Regions from separate parts of the Mus musculus genome. Here region 1 is linked to region 2. A link is a contact called in public promoter capture Hi-C data. All regions are on one chromosome and are shown on one strand. Each heading gives the region's core, a stretch centred on a gene start, on an enhancer-like site or on the middle of the called end of the contact. The rest is flanking DNA. Distances are from core to core; before and after follow the strand shown.

What was found. Capture Hi-C pulls out chosen DNA fragments and counts their contacts.
Region 1: a promoter capture Hi-C map of liver shows a contact between it and region 2. The contact joins two enhancer-like sites. A contact is called at or near these places in 2 of 39 promoter capture datasets (embryonic stem cells and hematopoietic stem and progenitor cells), 2 of 15 datasets of contacts at CTCF or cohesin (CD8 T cells and large pre-B cells), 81 of 484 Hi-C or Micro-C datasets (the AML12 cell line, B cells, the BV-2 cell line and 55 more), 13 of 115 datasets of contacts at active chromatin or transcription factors (the 230-238 cell line, the HPC-7 cell line, acute myeloid leukemia and 8 more) and 4 of 9 other capture datasets (adipose tissue, embryonic stem cells, liver and 1 more).

Annotation. Positions count from the first base shown.
Region 1 is chr7:125,655,610-125,659,004 of GRCm38.p6, reverse strand. Gtf3c1 (general transcription factor III C 1) reads left to right here. Exons shown (of 37, transcript NM_207239.1): 25 at 1,377-1,519; 26 at 3,080-3,161. Among named protein-coding and RNA genes, the nearest start is that of Gtf3c1, 50 kb to the left of the region's middle. Within about 2 kb of position 1,299, at least 5 of the 459 cell types and tissues checked have an H3K27ac peak or open chromatin away from gene starts, as enhancers often do. A contact at or near this core is called in liver, where this site is marked.
Region 2 is chr7:125,470,540-125,473,707 of GRCm38.p6, reverse strand. Nsmce1 (NSE1 homolog, SMC5-SMC6 complex component) reads left to right here. Exons shown (of 8, transcript NM_026330.4): 3 at 1,479-1,600; 4 at 1,756-1,833; 5 at 2,449-2,595. Among named protein-coding and RNA genes, the nearest start is that of Nsmce1, 19 kb to the left of the region's middle. Within about 2 kb of position 1,602, at least 173 of the 459 cell types and tissues checked have an H3K27ac peak or open chromatin away from gene starts, as enhancers often do. A contact at or near this core is called in liver, where this site is marked.

The sequences.
Region 1 (3,395 bases), core at 50-2,549, 190 kb before region 2:
CCTTTGCTAGATTTTGAGAGGTGTGGCTCTGAACTTGTTTCCCATTCCTAGAGGCTGCCCAGAAAAGCATTTCCCAGAATCCCATGCACTTATACTACCAGCCTACATTTCTCCTAGCCTTCAGACGCATGTGCACTTCTGCCTGGCTGCAGTGGAGTAGGTCAAGCCATTTTGCTCTTGTCTGCCCATTCATTCTATGTTGTCTGCCTGTAGAGGCTTGGTGTCTTCTGTACCGTGAACCATTGCTTTCTGCCTTGGCTCTGCAGTTGTGGTACCCATGGACTCTGGAGTAGCTGTCCCCTAAGGCAGAGACACTTGACATTTGTTTTGCTGGCCATAGCCCTATGCTCTGTGTTCCAGACTCACTGTAACTTCCCTGCTTACCCTTCGTTGCTTCTCGTGGTGACAGGCTCCACAGCTCAGCCAGCGTTGCCTGGCTTCACATTCCGACAGCACCTCGGGACCCCGGCTCTCCTTGCTGCCAGCATGCTGTGCAGCCAGGCATGAGCACACTCATGCTTCTTTCCAGAGGGCAGCAGGACATGAGCTCCATGTCAGCAGGGTCAGGGCCCCGGCAGGCAGTGATGCCAACAGGGACAGCAGGCCTAAGAGCTGACTGTCCTCATCACCAGCACAGCAGCCAGGAGAAGCCATTTGTCTCTAACCCTTGTACCCCACCCTCTCCTAAATCTCATCCCTACTTTTCCTAAGGAAGATAGAGGGTGCCCATTACCACCCTGAACTCTATCTGCTACCTCTCACGTGGCTCTTTATTGCAATGCTGGTGGCGAGGAATGCCTCTCCTCCCTCATCACGTAGCCAACCATTCTTCACTAGAACTTGCTGACATCTTATTAGAGTTAGAAATGTCACCTGTCTTTGAGTCCCTTCCTGTGTGTTTTCTGACATGTCCTGAGTCTGCATCTTAGTTCATTTCTACCACTGTGGATGCTGCAGATGCTCATGATACAGAATGTGTCAGTCTTTAAAACTCTACCTCTCCAGCAAGGTGATGAATACCTTTGATCCTAGGAGTCAGGAGTTCCAGGCCAGCCCTGACCACACAAGAGAGAACCCTATCTCAATGTGAAAAAAAAGAAAGAAAGACTACCATACCAAAGCACATTTACTCTTAACTTTACCTGATACTAAGACCCCCCTCTCAGTGCTTGTCAGAACACACAGCTCCATATGATGTTGAGGGCTTGACCTCTTTTCCTGTACTGGCACAGGGTAGGTAGGCAAACATGAAGTGAGCACTTTGACCTCCTTGGGGAAACAGGCTCCCAGGATACATTCGTTCCCAATCCTTTCTGTTAGCTGTCCTGAAAATGGACTCTGCAGATACTAACTGTCACACTCTATATTTGAACTAGGTGAAAGGACCATTTGTCACCTGGCAGGTCGTGCGGGACATTTTGCATGCTACCTTTGAAGAGTCTTTGGATAAAACCTCTCACTCGGTTGGACGAAGAGCTCGCTACATAGTCAAAAATCCCCAGGCTTTCATGAACTACAAGTAAGCCATATTCACAGCTAGGCTGTGCCGAGGCCCGTGTTCCAGCACTCCACCCTTTCTCCTCCTTCACTCACTGCTCAGACTCGGGTGTGGAGTCCAGAATCTGGAAGTGGTTCTGAGCATTTCCATGTACACGATCTTATAGCTCACCCTTGGGAGCAGATGCAGAGCAAGGCTCTCAAGGCTGCTGGTTCACTATGCGTCTGCCCTAGTTATCCCCATACAGAGGTGAGGGACACTGACTGATGCTGCTGTGATCAGAGCAGTCCTAGGAACTCTTCGTAGAGCTTACTCTTGGGAGAAGCATGACAGACTGAGGATCACTCAGCAAAACACACTGTATCCCCTTGGCAGGACTGGTTGCCCCCAGATACTTTTAGGTGGGGCCCAGGTCTTAATGGGGACAGCAGGTACCCAGGAATCACAAAGCATTTTCTTGGCTGCGAAGTCAACCTACTATCTCCTTATAGGCCTTCTGGCCCTTCCCCAGGGGACTAAGGAGGGAGAGCCAGAGAGATTCTGTGAAGTTGGGAGATACCTACAGAGGCCTACAGCATGCTACCAGTGCAAGAATCGGGTAGGGTGGGAGGAGGGACAGAAGAATCTCTTATATAGTTCTTGTTCCAGATCAGACAGGGAGCCTGGGCACATCGTGACTCTGCACTGCAAGTCAGCTACAGTCACAGGCCACGGAATGACCAGCCCCGTGGGTCTCCACACTACATGCCTAGGGCCTTTTTCTATGAAGCTGCTTGTTCTTATTTGTAGAATGTTCTTGTTTCCTACCTGAATGAATTTTCTCTGAAGGAAAAATATCCACCTAGTCCCATTCTTCAGAAGAGGAAACACCAGAGAGGTGTGTCAAGGTGATAGAGAGTTGGCAGAGAATGAAGTCTGAAGCTTGGACTGCCTAATCCCAGCATAGCCCGGGACAAAGAAAGAAAAAGGGCGGGGGGGGGGGGGGGGGGGGCGGGGGAGGCTTCAAGGTCAGCAGGCCGGGGTTCTGTCCTCCTGTGTCTGTCTCCTGGACTGTGTCCTGGGGATGGGGTCATGTGCTCACCTGGAAGTAGGATTAAAAAAAAAAAAAAACAAGCCAAGGTCAGCTATCTCTGCCTAAGCCTTTCCTTTCCCTGACAGCAGACATGGTAGGCTCTAGCTGGCCAGGCCTTTCTGGTGGACCTGTTTCTCCTTTGCCATATTCCACTTTCCTCACAGACATGGACAGGCTGGCAGGTGGCCAGCAATGCTGTGCCCAGCAGCTCTGATAGAAAATGGTGGTGTACAGTCAGTTACAAATCACCTGTGATAGGGTATGGCTGAGGGAGAATGTTATTGTCCTCAGTCTCTTCATGGAAGATACAAGCCAAGATGGAGAATGTGAGTCTTGACCAGCCCGACTTGGATTGGGTGCCACTCACTACAGGGTGCTTATGCCCAAAGCTAGTTGTCCCACCCATGCCTGAGTGGATCCCAGCTCCCAGGCAGCTGAAGCCAGCAGCTCCCAGCTCAAAGCAGGAGGGTGCGGCTTGCGGCAGCTCTGGATCTTCTTCTCTCCCACAGGGTCTGTCTGGCAGAAGTGTACCAAGATAAGGCACTTGTTGGAGATTTCATGAGTCGGAAGGGTAACTACGAAGACCCAAAGGTAGGTCCCATGCAGTGGCAGTGTACTCTGAAGACAGGCATTGAGGGGCTGGCTAGCCCTCAGGGCCATTGGTCCTGACTCTGGGCATCAGTTTTAAAGATGACCACGTATGACTTGCTACTTTCAAATGCTGTTGAGCTTAGGGCCTGTTTTGTTAAGAAGACAAACTCTTTAGAAATGGGCAGAGGCTTTGAAGCTGCTCAGGTGGGCCAGATGGCAACTGAGAGTAAGGAG
Region 2 (3,168 bases), core at 353-2,852:
CTCTGAGTCCTGGCTTCCTCCTCCCGCATCATTGTTTTCCACTTAATAGCTGATACTGATTTTTCATTTAACTTGGATTTATTAAACAAAGGGACAAAGAGCCACTGCAGCACATGTATGTTGCTATTACTGTGAACCCATGAGTCTGGGTCTTTGTTTGCCCTTAATGTTGCATGTCTTCCCCTGCTACCAATATTACCTTTTGTCTTTTAAGCTGGCTTTATTTTTGTTACACAGTGTTAGAAATGCCCACTTTCTGTAGGAAGTGAGACTGACCCTTTAGATGAGTCTTCTTTCTAGTGCAAGCCTTAGTAAGCTTAGTAACATAAATGGTGGCATGGTGTCTGTTTCTGTTTTTGTTTTTCCTGCAGTTTTTTTCTCAGTGGTTCTGTTTTTTGTTTTTTTTTCTTTATTTAAAATTTTTTTTTGCTTGTTTTTTTTTTGTTTTGTTTTGTTTTTTTTCATGACAGGGTTTCTCTGTGTCGCCCTGGCTGTCCCTAAACTCAGTCTGCAGACCAGGCTGCCTGTTAAACTCTGAGGCCTACCTGTGCCTCCCGAGTGCTGGCGTTAAAAGGCGTGAGCTACCACTGCTGGGCTTCCCAAAGTAACTCTAAAGTATAAATCCTTTGACATTATTTTAATAAGTGAAAACAGGTATACTCTGGTCTTGAAAGTATCACACTGCAGATCGGTAATTCTAGTGTATGAAGCTGGCCGTATGCCTTCACTGTGTTAGAGCAGGTTCTGTAGCCGACAGAGGGGCTGACTCTCCAAGCTGGGATGTGTAACACATGCCCTCTCCCTTTGCATCCTTTCCTGGTCTTTCTCACCAGCTGTTAGTATCTGTTCACCCAAGCCCCCTGCTTCTGGACCTTTTCCCCTCCTCAGACTCATGGCTCTCAAAAAGGTCCCTGTTGGTGGCCTCCTGATGGCTGGTGGCCTCCTGATGGTGGCATAGCAGGAGCTTCCGCTAGAGCCAGGCTCCCACAGTTCACACCGTCTCTGCCTGTGCTCAGAGCTGCCAGGGCCCGAGAAGGGCCAGTGGGAGGACACTTGGGCAATAGCTGCTTGGATTATGCTTAGAACAGGGCCTCTTCTGCTGTGAGTGCCTCACTTACCCTGTTGTGGCTCAGGCCTGGGCTGGCCCAAGGCCTTCAGATGTGTCCTGGCTAGCTTTCTAGGAGGAGGGAGCTGTGGAGGGCCACTGGTGCAGCATGAAGCCTTGGGGAAGAGGAAGGAAGGCTACTGTCTCAGTGGTCTGAGATAACAATCTTGTCCGCCTTTCTGCCTCACTACACCATCTGTCTCAGCTTATCTTTGAGCACTCCGGGAAGAAAGAAACCACAATATTGGCATTGGCCCAAGAAAGCCAAAACATTTCTGTTGGGGCTGCTAGTGTGGTCAGGGGCCAGAGATTGAAACAGGCTGTGTGTGCTTTTTCGACGAATCCACTCCCATCCCTGCCTGCTTATTTCCAGGAAATGCGACTGTAGATAAGCTGGAGGACTTCATCAACAACATCAACAGTGTCCTGGAGTCTCTGTATATTGAGATAAAGAAAGGAGTCACGGAAGATGATGGGAGACCCATTTATGCACTGGTATGCGAGGCAGCGCCCTCTAGTGGCATTTTGAGAAACTGGCTCAGAGGGCTCTGCAGTGGCTCGTGCGGGACCCATGCTTCTGAGAGAGGGGTGAGAAAGTGATCAGCTTTGTGGTGGACACGTGGCCTGATCCTTATGTGGTTTATTTTTAGGTGAATCTTGCTACAACTTCAGTTTCCAAAATGGCTACGGATTTTGCAGAGAACGAGCTGGATCTGTTTAGAAAGGCTGTGAGTACAGTACTCATTGCTACCATATGCAGCGTTTCTAACGGGAGGAAATAGAAACGGCAATTGTGGAGGCCACTGTCATGCTTCCCAGCTTCCTGGGTCTCACAGGGAGTGACAGGCCTTAAGCTACCTGTCAAACAGAGCACCTGAGAACTCGTGGGAGTGCATGGGTCCCAGTCCCTGGCCCAGAATGCTCCAAACCCAGCCCTGCACTTTAATGAGGCGCTCACTGGACGGTTTGTCCAAGCTTTGTAGCAGTGTGCTCAGCCCATGTGCCACACACCTGGCTAAGACGTTCTGAGTCCTGGGAGCACATAGCAGCTCTGGGGAAGGTGGGAAAGGAGCGCCCCTCTCCAGTTTCAGCTTGACTGGGCCCATCGAGGCAGGTAGACTTTCTAGTTTAACCATTTTGTGGTGCTCCTAGGCTGTCTACAGTGTGTGGAGAATAAAGCTAGGACAAGGGCCACAACCTGTGTGCACATTGGATACCTAGCACCTGTCGTAGGGATGTGCCTGGTGTGGGTCCATGCAGCTTCTCCTACCAGGGCTGGCTGGAGGCTTAGGTGTCGAGTTTGTTATTCAAATAGATGAATAAGGCACCTCTTTCTCTTGCAGCTGGAACTGATCGTTGACTCAGAAACTGGCTTTGCTTCTTCTACAAACATTTTGAACCTAGTTGATCAACTCAAAGGGAAAAAGATGAGGAAGAAGGAGGCCGAGCAGGTGCTGCAGAAGTTTGTGCAGAGCAAGTGGTTGATTGAGGTACCCTGGGGCCTCCCCGTTCACTCAGGAGTGCACAGTCTGTGTGCTAGCAGTTGAGCCCGGCCTGTCTGTGGGCCCTTCTCTATTGTAAGCTTTCCATGACCTCTGAGAGGAGAGCCTGTGTTCCCTGACTTTCACATGGTCTGTCTTAAGTGCTGCAGCCACAAGTGGAAGAGGCTGGAATCAATGGAAGGCTTATCAGATGCCTTTCAGAATGAAGTTGCTGGCTGTCCCTTCTGTAGACAGCTTGGAGCTGCTGCAAGCGTTTTCTTTTTTGTTGTTTGTTTGTTTTGTTTTGTTTTTTTTTCAAGGCAGGGTTTCTCTGTGTAGCCCTGGCTGTTCTGGAACTTACTCTGTAGACCGGGCTGGCCTCGAACTAAGAATTCTGCCTGCCTCTGCCTCCCAAAGAATGCTGGGATTAAAGGTGTGTGCCACCACTGCTCAGCTTTTTTTTTTTTTTTTTTTGGCTGCAAGGGTTTAATGGGAGTCCTGAAAAAAATCTGTGAGCTGTTGTGGAGGGGAGCATGGAGGCCCTCCACCTTGCCACCCATCAGCCCCTCAATCTTCTCAGTC